Linked DNA regions of Mus musculus: all the other regions are linked to region 3. A link is a contact called in public capture Hi-C and promoter capture Hi-C data. All regions are on one chromosome and are shown on one strand. The core of a region is the stretch at or near the end of the contact, and the rest is flanking DNA. Distances in the headings are between cores, read along the strand shown. Region 1 overlaps Phkb (phosphorylase kinase beta). Region 2 holds the start of Mylk3 (myosin light chain kinase 3). Region 3 holds the start of Neto2 (neuropilin (NRP) and tolloid (TLL)-like 2).

What was found. Promoter capture Hi-C pulls out the DNA fragments that hold promoters and counts their contacts. Capture Hi-C pulls out chosen DNA fragments and counts their contacts.
Region 1: a contact with region 3 is called in a promoter capture Hi-C map of the HPC-7 cell line, with 5 times the contacts expected there. The contact joins the enhancer-like site here to the promoter of Neto2 in region 3. A contact is called at or near these places in 14 of 39 promoter capture datasets (the HPC-7 cell line, HPC-7-derived erythroid cells, cranial neural crest and 7 more), 1 of 484 Hi-C or Micro-C datasets (nephron progenitors), 2 of 115 datasets of contacts at active chromatin or transcription factors (astrocytes and bone marrow-derived macrophages) and 4 of 9 other capture datasets (adipose tissue, embryonic stem cells, liver and 1 more).
Region 2: a contact with region 3 is called in a capture Hi-C map of embryonic stem cells, with 3 times the contacts expected there. The contact joins the promoter of Mylk3 here to the promoter of Neto2 in region 3. A contact is called at or near these places in 2 of 39 promoter capture datasets (both in liver) and 1 of 9 other capture datasets (embryonic stem cells).

Annotation. Positions count from the first base shown.
Region 1 is chr8:85,992,209-85,996,811 of GRCm38.p6, forward strand. The region is part of intron 15 of Phkb (phosphorylase kinase beta); the gene reads left to right. Among named protein-coding and RNA genes, the nearest start is that of Phkb, 150 kb to the left of the region's middle. Within about 2 kb of position 1,548, at least 7 of the 459 cell types and tissues checked have an H3K27ac peak or open chromatin away from gene starts, as enhancers often do. A contact at or near this core is called in the HPC-7 cell line, where this site is marked.
Region 2 is chr8:85,362,376-85,366,812 of GRCm38.p6, forward strand. It overlaps Mylk3 (myosin light chain kinase 3), which reads right to left and starts at 2,949. Exons shown (of 13, transcript NM_175441.5): 1 at 2,314-2,949. The coding sequence starts at 2,799.
Region 3 is chr8:85,697,955-85,702,433 of GRCm38.p6, forward strand. Neto2 (neuropilin (NRP) and tolloid (TLL)-like 2) reads right to left here and starts at 2,970. Exons shown (of 9, transcript NM_001357288.1): 1 at 2,687-2,970. The coding sequence starts at 2,720. Mir8109 (microRNA 8109) reads left to right here and starts at 2,951; the gene lies at 2,951-3,067.

The DNA of each region.
Region 1 (4,603 bases), core at 298-2,797, 290 kb after region 3:
TGTCTATTATATAGAAATGGCAACTTTGGACTACAGTGTCACAAATGAAAATGTGTCATACATTTTTTTAATTAGGTATTTAGCTCATTTACATTTCCAATGCTATACCAAAAGTTCCCCATACCCACCCCCCCCACTCCCCTACCCACCCACTCCCCCTTTTTGGCCCTGGTGTTCCCCTGTACTGGGGCATATAAAGTTTGCAAGTCCAATGGACCTCTCTTTGCAGTGATGGCCGACTAGGCCATCTTTTGATACATATGCAGCTAGAGACAAGAGCTCCGGGGTACTGGTTAGTTCATAATGTTGTTCCACCTATAGGGTTGCAGTTCCCTTTAGTTCCTTGGGTGCTTTCTCTAGTTCCTCCATTGGGGGCCCTGTGGTCCATTCAATAGCTGACTGTGAGCATCCACTTCTGTGTTTGCTAGGCCCTGGCATAGTCTCACAAGAGACAGCTATATCTGGGTCCTTTCAGCAAAATCTTGCTAGTGTATGCAATGGTGTCAGTGTTTGGAAGCTGATTATGGGATGGATCTCTGGATATGGCAATCACTAGATGGTCCATCCTTTCGTCACACTTCCAAATTTTGTCTCTGTAACTCCTTCCATGGGTGTTTTGTTTCCTATTCTAAGAAGGGGCAAAGTGTCCACACTTTGGTCTTCTTTCTCTTGAGTTTAATGTGTCATACATTTTAAGAGCTCAATAAATATTATTTTTCATTTTATTTCAAATTGCATACTTAAGAACTGAGAAAAAATCATCAGTCTAGGAGAAAATGATAAATTTACTATTGTTTTTAAGGAAATTACAACAGTTTAATTTTACCAAAGAATATTAGGGAGCTAGATACTGGAGTGAAAGCCTGCTAACTCATGAGTGGCAGAGATAGCAACCCAGCTGATCTTCCACAGCTGATGTCCCACAAAGAGGCTCTTTGTTTATATAATCTAAAAAGGCCCTCAAACTGAATGCCCCAACTCTCTACTTCCTGTGTGTCTCTATCCTCCCTCCTGACTTCCTCTTACACTCTATGGTGTTTTTTTTTTTATGTCCACTCCCTATCAATTGGCAATTAGTCGGCCTCTACCTATGGTTGCCTTCATTTAATCCTGTTTACAATAAGCAGAAAGCTCTTGTATTAAAGGTGTGTGCTAGGGCTGAGCCACACCACAACTAGAAACAGGTTTTCCCAGTAAACAACACAATATCAGGGTTCACAGTGTGATCACACATCCTGAAACAGTTTACAAATACGTAGGCATATGGAAGCTTTCTTGTCTTGTGTTATAGCCTCATTGGTATCCACGTTTTTATAGTCGTTGACATATTCTTAATGCTCAATGACATGCTACATTATCTTTCTAAAATTCTTCATGTGTCTGTGTATACCTCTTCATTTGTCTCCTTAGCAAGAGCAGTGGTTACTTTTTGTGTTTTTATGACAAAGTAACAGAGAAACAGTTTAAGGAAGGAAAGAAAGTTTCTTTTGGCTCACAGATTAAGGGTACTGTTCATCCAAGGAGGGAGTGTGGCTGAGAGACCTCTCTAGCTGTGGGCATCCTGTCAGAAACCTGGTCCCATTTCATTTGCACTCATGAAGAGGAAACAGATGGAGGCTAATTTCAGCTTCCTTTTTTCAATTTTCTTCTTCTTTGTCCTGAACTCCAGCCTATCTGATGGTGTTGCACACAGTCAGGGTGGATCTTCCTTCCTTCCTTCCTTTCTTTTTTTTTTTTTTTTTTTTTTTTTTGGTTTTTAGACAGGGTTTCTCTGTATATCCCTGGCTGTCCTGGAACTCACTTTGTAGACCAAGCTGGCCTTGAACTCAGAAATCCGCCTGCCTCTGCCTCCCGAGTGCTGGGATCAAAGGTGTGCGCCACCACTTAAAACTCTCTGGAAACACGGTCAGCATAAGGTGTGCTTTACCAGATAATCGCTAATCATTTTTACTCTAGACATTGGTCCTAATAGCAGCTGACCATACTCTGATGTTTATTGCTGTAAAATGCTGGCATCACATTTAAATCTATTAATGTGACTTGCTCTTCATTAGATCATTTCTATTTACATAATCCTCTGCTATTCCTAAATAAAAATATTTTATAGTATATAGCTAATGAAAACAAGGCAAGAGATTATAAAACAGTTGAAATGTATTGTTATGTAGAAAGTCATTCTGGGGAAACATCTATTGTCTCAGACCTCCGGCTGCAAATGTGGTTTTGTTTTCCTCCTCTTTTGAAACACCTGTAGAAGCCATTGAGCTACTCATCTCTGTAACAGGCATGCAAGTATTTTTCTCCTTAAATGAAGAAAATGCAAAATCATGCATTAGGCTCAGTGCCTGTATCACATTATAGCGTGTTAGTCTTAGTCCTTGTTTTGTGCCTTTCATTTTATAAGGCAGGAAGTTGACATTGAAACTGAGAGAGAGATGGCATCTCTCAGGTCACACAGGCGACAAATTCACAACTCTGTTGTTCTCTAGACATACTGTTCTCCTCAAATACTTCAACCTTTCTGCCTCAGTGCCTTTCCCATTGTGCCCTTTCCACCTAACATGGTCTTCACGAGAACTTTCCTTAGCAAAGTCCTTTTTGTAATGAAAGCCTCTGATTTAATCACACATACACACCTGCACACACACAAACACACACATGCACATACATACACATATACACATGAGTTTATTAGTTCTGACCAAGCAGTAATCTGACTCAGGAAACTCCAGGACAGACAGGTCAGGACAGAGAACCCTAATCTCTCCTGCCTCTGGGCCTTCCACCTTCAGCGGTGATGGTTGCTCAGCTATTTCCCATTTCTAGGTCTCAGTTTCTTCATCCATCAAGTTGACTGCTGATTTATCATGTTCATATCTATTCCAGAAGGAATTTTAGGTAGGATTTCAACATGTTAAAGTTAAAAGTTGGGATTCTGGCTGAGATAGAGGCCTGTCAACCTGTATGTTACACAGACCTCACTCACCTCTTCCACTTCTGCTACTAGAGGACCTAACATTTTAAATTCAGACACTAGAGGACTAATCTAGTCAGTACAAGCACCCAAAGGAGAAACCCTCAAAAGAAGCCTGCTTCTTGTACTTACATCTAACCTCTGGTTCCCCCCACTTACCATTAGAAATCTTTCTTTGGTGTGACCCACAACATGAAGTCCTTTTACATGACACAGAAACCCAAGAGTGAAATGACTGTGCTTTAGGAAGCTGGCCCTTCCCCTGTCTGCTGCCACCACTCATCTCTCATTTACAGATGTCTCCTGAGGTCGGTCCTTCCATTCTTGTCTACTGGTTTTGCAATATTTGCCTTCCCTTAGGTTTAATCAGAGTTGTGAGGACCATGGCTGGACTCTCTAGCCTGGGCTTTTATAACTGCTTTATTGTTGTTTCCAGGAAGGAAGCAGGACCTTTAGCTTTGTCATTTCTTTAAGATAAGTATATAGATGCATCAAGTGACAGTAAGTGCTTTTGAAAGAGGTAGAAGCTGTTTTATTTTGTGCGTGTCATTCTTCTGTAAGATAATTGCAGTCACTGGAAGAAGTGTTGTTTGCTTTGCCTGCTCTGTTCATTTGGACATTGGAAACTGCATCTGAGATCCATGGATACTTTTTAAATTTCATTTTTCACTTTTAAATGAAAGTGTACAGAATCACTAATCTAGTAGATAAATATATGAACCCTTTGGGTTATTTCTACCTGCCTAACTGTATTCTTGAGCCAGTTTTAGTCTTTCAAACATGCTATTGTTTCTCCTCTTTCTATTTGTCATTCCATTTTGTTGTCTTGGCCTAGCTGGAAATAGCAGAACAAGATGCCCTTCATCCCAGTCTGGGTGTTCCCATTTGCTGGGTGGTCCTTAGCTCCTTAGTTCCTAAGGGTTAACACTGTGGTTCAATGTCTCCTGTAGAATTGACATGGACAAAGCATCTGCTTGGTTTCTTCAGATAATGAGGTTTTGCGGAAAACTGCCCATAATGATAACTGCCTAGTGCTTGCAAGCCCCACTGATGAAGGCTAATGAGCACAGATGGATGTCTGCAGTCCTCAGGCAGAGAGGCCAGGCATTGTGAATTCACTGCCCTGGTATCAAAACTGGCCTTGGACTTTCTTGGTTTTTTTTTTTTTTCCTCCTCTTTCTCCCTTCTTGTCTTTCTTTTAGTAAAAGGTCAGCCCCAGAAGAATATTTATGCAGTATAAGGCATTTTAAGAATGAAGCAAATTAGAACACAGCTCAGGACAGTGTTGCAGAAATCAGAATTGAGTTTCCTGTACTGTATACATTATTTAGTAGAATTGATTTTTAATTTAATTGACAAGCACTAAATTATGTTCTCTCAAAAGCAGATTTTAAAAAGAGTGTGTTTTATAAGAAAATCAAGAAGAAGGAAGACCAATGGGTGGATACTTCATTCCTCCTTAGATTGGGAACAAAATACCCATGAAAGGAGTTACAGAGACAAAGTTTGGAGCTAAGACGAAAGGATGGACTATCCAGAGACTACCCCACTTGGGGATCCATCCCATAATCAGCCACCAAACCCAGACACTGTTGCACAATGCCAGAAAAATTTTGCTGAAGCGACCCT
Region 2 (4,437 bases), core at 1,699-4,198, 340 kb before region 3:
GGGCATGAGCCGCATCCATGGAGATCACATGACAACTTGCAGGAATTGGTTCCATCCTTCTACTACGTGGGTCCCAGAGTCAAACTCAGGCTTTCAGATATTACAGCAAGCATCATTACTCACTGAGACATCGCCTAAGCCCAAGGACATGAAATTTACTCCATCTTTCCCTCCTTCTCTCCTTTTCTCTCTTTCCCTCCCTCCTTCCTTCCTTCCTTCCTTCCCTCCTTCCTTCCTTCCTTCCTTCCTTCCTTCGTACATATATGTGCATATGACACAGTGCACATGTGGAGGTCAGAAGATAAAGTTCTTTCTTTCTGTTATATTGGTCCTAGAGATTAGATTCAGTTCATGAGGTTTCGGGGGTAGTCATCTTTACCTACTGAGCCATCTTGCCAGCCCAGTTTTGCTCTTTAATAACACGGACCGCACATAACCCAGCATCCAGCACATAAAAAAATCTATGCTAGCTGTTATAATCCTCACGTCATCAGTGTGACCCAGACCTGTGCAGCAGACAGCACGCCTCTTCCTTCCTCTGCAGGATCTATCCTGCTACTCCTGTTTTGGAAACTAGAGGCTTTTCCACAGACTTCTCCATCAGTAGAGGCCAACTTGTACAGGCTGTCCTGAGGCAGACCCTGTTGGCTCAATCTGTCCTTTTCCTCCTTTTCTTCTGTACAGGATGGTTTCTGTGCCCATCCATTTATGAGGGCTGATGTCCTAAAGCCTGGCTGTGTTGGGCCCACCTGCAATTGAGCCCAAAGATGAAGGCAGCTGGCTTCTTATGGTAATCTAATTCATTATTACAACCAAATTAAGGTTAGTGAGCACTTTAGAAGATGAGGCAGGTGGTAGGTGGTATTCTGGGACTATAGTTCAAAGGCAGGCCACCTGTGTTGTATACGTGAAGCCCTGCGTTCAGTCCCCAGCATCACTACCATAATATAATATAAGAAAGTAACCAAGCCCTGACATGGTTTCCAGACTTAACAATGTCAGGGTGTAGTTCAGTTCTACATATTACTACACTCCTACTCTCTTACGAGACAAATAGGGGGTCTCTAGATGTCTCTGGAGTCTAGATTTGGGCAGTAAGAATATGTTAAAGACCCGTGGCTGAGCCTCAGTTCACAGAGTTCTCTGAACTGCACGTTCATCCTTGACAAGTTAAAAACTTCATGTCATGATCCAGTTAAAATCTGACATTCTAACTGAAAGATAGAACGCAAACCAGCAGGCAGTCACTGATAATGAGAGTTAAACAAAAAGACCAGGGAGAGACAGCGGGGCAATGCAGACAGGCATTGTACTGACCACCAGCACTGACCGTCACCTCATGTATACACCATGGCAAACATGAAAAGACATGACTATGACTTCCCCTGTTCTCAAATGCTTATATAGTTACAGAGTGCAGTTAATTCTATTATTCTATAAATACCTTTTATAAATAAAAAAAGGGAAAGGTGTAAAACAAAATAGGAAAGTTCATGAACAGGCAGTTCACTGAAAATGTAAAAGGTTTTAAACCATATTCCATCCGTTAGTAGTCTGTCACCTTCTGTTCTTACATGAAAGTAGTTACTAAAGGCTGCTGTCTGCAGTACTAGGAAACCGAGAGCACCGTGCCCAGCCTCCCGTGAAGAGCAGGTCATGTAAAAACTATAAGGAAATGTGCTTTTGCTTTGTGCTTAGTTTCTGTTTTAAGGAAACAGGGGTTGGAACTAATGATCCAGGATTCATAAAATTTATGTAAATTATTTATAAAAGAAATTATTAACAATGTTCAAAGCCTTGAGGATGTAGCTTTAGTAACTACAAGACTGGGTTCAGGCTCTCTAGTCGGGAGAAGGAAAAAATGAAAAGGGAAATAGAGGAAAGAAGTTAGAATGATGTGAATCCTCAGACAAAGAGAGAGAGCACTTGACCCGACAGCTCTACAAGTCATTAAATCAGCACCGCTCCCCATTCCCTCTTTCTCCTCTCCTTCCTCTCCCTGAGCTCAGACCTCAGCACTCTCACAGCTAGTTTGTCCCTCATGTCTCGGTCGGTTGCCTGGAGTTGCCCAAGGATCCATTCTGACTGGATCACCACCTCATTCTTTTTGTTTTTGAAGAGAGTGGGGATCACTGGACTATGTGGAAATCCATCTATGGTCTTTAAATTTCCACCTTTCATTTCCTCTACAACAAGACACAGAATACACAAGGAAACACTGTCTCCAGCTCTCCTAAGAACCATTTCCTGTCCCAGTTCCCCATCAGGGTCTCCGGAAACCACTCCAGCCAGGTCAGGGAATCCAGAACCAACCTCCTCCGGGCCATCGGCCAGACTGCCTTTTCTCCCGGGCACGGTTCCTTGCATGATGAAATCAGCCACCTTGGAATTCTGGAATGTGGACCCTACCAAAGTAATAGCCCTGTCCACAGCCACCACCATCTTGAAGAGGGCTTCGAGCCTGGCACCATGCTGGGCACCCTCCTGCCGCACAGCCCTCACCAGCTCCAGGACCTCAGGCCATGCGGCCTGAGCCGTGGTTGGGGGAGTGCTGCCAGACCCTGCCAGACTCAACTCCCGGGAGGCCTCCAGCCGATGCAGATCTTGTTCCAGGTGATCCATGCCTTGGCACACACACTGCAGCTTCTCTGTGACATCTTCTTGGAAATGCAAGAGTCTGTCGACCTTCTCAGTCAGCACATTAAGTTTTTTGTCCATGGTGGCTAAGCAGGCTCCGCCCAATGCTGGCAGACCCTGGGGGGCCAGACCCTCTGGGTCCTCCTCTGAAACTCCTGACATCCCAATTCGGGTTTGCTAAGGACAAAGGCAAGGAACCTGCAGCACCACGGATCTGCGGATCTGCCTTTCACTTTGGTGCTAACATCTGGAAGGCCATTGTCCTCCGCTGGTAAGAGCCTTGCTGCAGAGCCTCAGCCTGCCCTCCTGACTGAGCTGTTTGGGGGAACGGAGAGGGCCAAGTTCTCTGTGTTTCTGCCTTGTCTATCTCGCACTCAGCCACTGAGAGAGTGACAGGCTGAGTTTGGCCCAGGCCCTTCTCCTGGGGCCTCTTTGACATCATGGTAACAATTAACATTCCTCTTTAAGAGGCTGCTGACTGCAGATATTTTAAGAGTCTGCCCAGAGAAGGCTGGGGCTCATATAGTTCTTGCTAAAGAATGGAAGAAAAATGTCTTTTAACATGCAAACAGGGAAGGGGAATCCATGAGACCCAACCCTTAAACAAAGAACTGGAGACAACCAAGGAAAGCTGAGAATTAGTCTTCCCCAGGGATGAGCCCTAATTGGTTATCCCATACCAAGTGGTCGGCCCTGAAATAATATGCATACAACTAACGCTAAATAAACCAGTAAATTGTATTTATAGATTTATGTGTTTTTATACATATAATAATAACAATAAAGAAAACGAATTTGAGAGGAACTGAGAGGGATTGGATGGAGGAAAAAGAAAAGGGAAATTATATAATTGCAATTTAATTTAAAAGAAAAATAACAGGGTGCTGTTGGTGCACGCCTTTAATCCTAGCAATTGAGAGGTAGAGGCAGGCTGATTTCTGGGAGTTAGAGGCTAGCCTGGTCTAACAGAGAGAATTTCAGGACAGCCAGGGCTATACAGAGAAACCCTGTTTTGAAAACAAACAAACAAAATAGAATAGAATAAAATGCAGAAAAACATGTCCTCATTTACATACAAATTCACTTTGATCTCTAAAAAAGGATAAAAGTATGCATACTAACAAACTGTCTTAAAGTAAACTCCTCTGTGATTTATTATCCCTACGGGAGCATCTCCTCAGCTAGACTATGCAAAGGGGTTTTCAGAACTCCAGGCGCTGAGGAGACGGAATCCCACAGCCACACACACATTTAATTCCCAACACAAGGCAAGACGAAGGCAGAGTAACCTATGAAGCCCCGCCATCGAGCTCGGCCTTTAACCATCATGAAATGTTAATGTGTCTGCAAACTAAAAATGAGCTTTCTGTTGCTGTTCCCTGTTTGGATGGTCCATGATACGTGGATTTGGACTGCCTGTGGGGAAAGTCTACAGCTCATGCCTCTAGCAAACATGCTCGTGGGACCCCTACCTAAACACAGATCTGAGAAACAACAATCTAGCGTACTCACGAAATGCAACCCCACAAGTCATGTTCCTTTAAAAAAAAATACCCTCTGCCGACATATACCAGCGACCTCCTGGCTCCCTGTAATGATGATAATGAACAAATCAGACAACAGTGTCTCAGGTTCCAAGCTCTCTAGTGTCACAGAGAACAAGGAGGCCTGTGTTTCTGTGCTTTTCAAACACTTCAAAAATACTGTGCTTGAGTCAGACTCTTACAGAAGCATCAGCACCTGAGGTGGACACATTCAGGTCACAGCTGGTATGGGACACAAAAGTGCCAAGGATGTCCC
Region 3 (4,479 bases), core at 1,720-4,219:
ACATCAATAATTATTTTAAAAAAGAATAAATAAAAGGATGATATATTATGTTGATCATGTACAGCCTCTAAAATTTGAAATATTGCTTGAAAAACAGGCATGAAATTTATAGTCTATTATTTTCTTATCTTATTCCCAAAGGACTGAAAGTGGCTTTGATTTAAACTGGCTTTGTAATGTACACATTCTTTTCCTTTATGGAACACTGGTTTAAAAATTTAGATTGGCTTTTAGTTCAAGATTCATTGTAATAAAACCATTCATTGTTCAATATGAATTTTCAGTTGATAATTACACAATTTTTCCATCTCCTCCTTCTCCTCCCCTCTGTGTTTGTGTGTGTGTGGTGGTGAAGTATTACGAGGGCTGAGTTAAAAAGAAGCTTTACTGTTAAAGAGACAGCTTCCCCCTATATCTTTCCTGGATAGGTTTAAGACTAAAGAACAGAAGTTAATACTCAGTTGAGACAAGATTTTTAAATACAGATGGCTAAGGCATAGTTAAGCTCCATTATGTCATAAACTTAACCTCAGATTATATAGCTTTGAATATCAATGGGTCTAATAGGATTTTTCTGGAGCAAATGTACAATATTTGAGAAAGAAGCAATTGGTTCATAATTCCATAATTTAAAAAGTACTTTCCACTCAAAACCTCATAGTCATTTCTGGTATTTAACTGGAAAGTGTCCATTATATTTCAAAACAAGGATTTAAGTAAGTAGCATCTATAATTATACAAGTGTTAAATGGCTACTTAAGAGAAGAACCTCTTGATGTGGAAAAATTCACTTATAATACACTTGAGGGATGCTTTTTCATGCCTTGGAACACAAATGAATAGTAGCACTGAAAAGGAGTAGTTGTCTTAAGGTACATTTTAATAATATTTTGTGTAGGAAAATATGCATTTGATTTGAAAAGCAAATGATTTAATATGTGCAGTAAAATCCAGGCTATCCCTTTTTCTTTCAGCCTCCAGATCGCCTTCTCAGGTTCAAAATGTTTTTCTTTTAGTCTTTCTTGACCAAATTCTAATGCTTACAAAGCACAGTATAGAATTAAAAATAGATTGCTCTCTTCTTAGCAAGCCCACATCACAATTTTTCTCGAGCTGTAAAAATACTTCAGCATGTAAAAATAGTTCAGGTTGAATAATATTTGAAAAAATAAAATAAAAGCCAGATACTACACTGTTTTCACTGGAGCTCAGTCATCAGCACGGAGTTTCTGGATAGGCGCAATAATCCACACTGGCCAGAGAGGGCAGTGTGTACCCACTGAAAAGGCACAGGCAGCGGAGCTGCAATTCCTTGAGTACCTCTGGAGATTGCCCTATCCAATTCAGTTTCCTTGAGTTCTGCAGGTAAAGCTGTGTAACAGATCCAACTGAGTGTTGCGGGAGGCTACTCTCATATAGTCGTGTCATTATGATGCTGGCAACCCTACTATGGTGGGTTCACAATTAGAATGAAGAGAATTCCTCTAAAGCAGCAGAAATCCATTTGTGCATGTGGTTCATTTATTATTAAAGAGTGAAACAAAATGTTAATTTCCAAGGAAATAACTACATAATCAGGAGTTAAAGCAGCTACAGAATTTTTTATTTGTTTTTATATAATAAAATTATTAAGAATTTATGGATTAACTGAAATAAATATTCACTGGCTAGAAGGTTAGTGGTTATCTTGGCACAGTCTGAACATAAAAGTATTGATATGCATATAGTTAGGTAGGTAAATATTTAAATTAAATGGCTGTAACGTCAATTAGTAATTTATGAATATTTGTCCAATTATGAAGTTTGTCTAAAACGTTGTTAGTTCAAGAACAACAAAAAGTTCCACTGAACTTTCTAACAAAACAAATTTGAAAATAAGGTGTTAACACGTACCAGGAAAACACCAAAATGTGTAATTGTGCAAATATCAGGATTCAGTGCTAAAAATGTAAGCGCCAGTATTTTAACACTGTCATACTTTCTCTCTTAATATAAGAGGATTTAAAAAAAAAAACCCATTCAGATATTATTCATTTGCAATTAAATCATTTGGGGAAAAGGAAGTCATTTGCTGAAAGGCGGTGCTTTTTCTTGAGATTTATGAAAGGATCAATCCAGGACGAGTTCTGGAATAAACTTTGCCTCTCAATGTAAACCATCTAGAAATATTTATCTGAAACAGCACCTCCGCGGAGAGGCAGCCTCTCAGTGGCTTTAGGAGCTCGATGCTGTCAGCTCGCCGGCCGCTGCCGACCCGTGCATCCTCCGCACAGGACTCATGAGGCAGCGGGACTCGGCGATCCCGGGAAGGCAGCGCGGGGCGCGGGGCGCGGGGGGCATGCAGGGCCGCCGCGCAGCCCCGAGCCCGCAGTGGTGCCGCAGCCTCCCGGCCGCAGCAGGTGGGACCCGCGGGAGGCGCGGACATTGGGGGCTTCTCCGAAACCGCTGCGGCGCGTCGGAGTTGGGGCTTTCGTGGTTTGTGTGCTACCACTTTCTGCGGTGGCAACCTGGGGCCACCGGCCTTCGCTTCGCACACTTTGCAAGGCGCGGAGTCGCCGGCGTCCCCCGGAGCGAGCTCGCAGCGGCGGCGGGCGGCCTGGCCCAGACAAAGGGCGCGAAGGCGGCGGCGGAGCGGAGCGGAGCGCGGCCTGGCCCGCAAGGGGGCGCTGCCCGCACCCGCGCTTACCTTTGAGGACCGCGCAGAGCTGCTCCAGGGCCATGTTCCTCAGCGTCGGCGCTCCGAGAGCGCCCGAGGCGGCGGCGCGGTGGTCACGGCCCGGCGGGGTAGCTTCGCTCCGTCCCCATCGCCGGCCGCCGCCGCTTCCTAGCAGCGGGCGCAGCGCCTCGGCCCGCCGTGCCGGGTCCCCGACGGCCGCCGCCTCTCGGCGGGCTGAGGAAAGCCAGCGGCGGACGCTCCCGCGGCGGGCTCCCTTGAAGTGGCGCGCGCCGGGAGCCCCGGCTCATTTAAGCAGCGAGCGCAGCGCCGCGTGCCGGCCGCGGGGCCACTGCGCACGCGCAGCCCCGCCCTCCCGCGTGCCCCGCCCGCCACTCGCTTCCCGGGCCTCGCGCGCGGCCCACCCCTCCCTGCCGGTGTCTTCTCGAAGCCTTGAGCTCCCCAGGTCCGATTTTTCCATCCCCTCTCGGAGGACCTCAAGCTCAGGTGCTTGAAAACGTCTGCTCAGCCTTGCTGATCTCGGTGGAAGGGAGACCCCCGCGGGGGCCCTGGAGGTGCCCGGGTGAGTTCCCCCGGCCAGCAGTAAGGGTTGTTGCACCTACTGAACCTTCTCCAACAGTTGCCAGGCACAGCGCTGCTTGAGGAATCCTCACTCCCAGTCCTCGCCACAGTGGGCTGAAAGCTCCACGCCAGCCAGAAAAGTGAAACTTTGTTCTAGCTGCAGAGACAGGCGCGACTGAATGCAGACTGGGTCTCCCCAAGGCCACCCCTAACCACAGCCGTACAGACGGACCGCTGAGCGCCACCGGAAAGGAATTATATGTGCCTTGGATAGTTTGTGCATGATCTCGTCTTCCTCCAGCTCTTGTGCATTGAAATTGTCTTGCTGGCAGAGCTGCTTCATCCTACTGAAATAGAAATGACTTGAATGCAGGCGGGCTACAGTCATTTATTGGTTTGAGTTATGTGCATATAACAATGACTGGTATTGGGGGGCCTACCAATATTAAGTCCCTACCGTAATTGATCTGATATATAAATGTTTATCTAGCAAATTATGGCTAATTAGAACGTCCAGCAACTGAACAAAATATTCCAAGGGTGTCACATTCTTTCTTTTCTTGGATCGCTCTAAGAAAGTCACAGAAGTATAAGCAATTAACAAGTTTATAAATAAAACCAATTAACACCTATTAGCATAAAGTTGTTTAGCCCTTTGCTGTGTGCTTCAGTGGTTATGAAAGATGTGTGATTTGGGGCTTATAAGGTGATCACCTGCAGTTAAATTAAAATTGCACCCAGGAACCAGTGAATAAGGCATTTTAGAACCTTTTCCACAAATAAAATAATGATAAATGGGGACAGCAGTTAATAATTCAGTTTAAGTCCTGGGCAAGAGTGGATAAAGAAACTGGGAAGCCCTTTGAGTTTCTGGATCAACAATGCATAGTTGTTGATGGAGGAAAAGAAAAAAAACCCAAAAAACAAAAAACAGCCTGTATGATGTCATCAGAGAACGCTCCATGAAAAAGGGGAGAAAGAAGATGGAAAATGTTTGGATGGCAAGTGAAGAGGAGGGGTGTAGTCATGATTGTCAAGTGTCAGGTAAGATGCAAGTGTGAGCAGGGAATTTGGGACAAGTGTCATCAGAAACTAAAGATTAAAGAGAATGTGGACTTTGAATGTGGAGATGCACTCATCTCTCCATTGGTTTTAGGATGTCTGTCTCTTAATCCTCCTGACACATGTCAAGGTCTTCATAGGTGTATTAGTCAGGGTTCTCTAGAGTCACAGAACGTATGGAT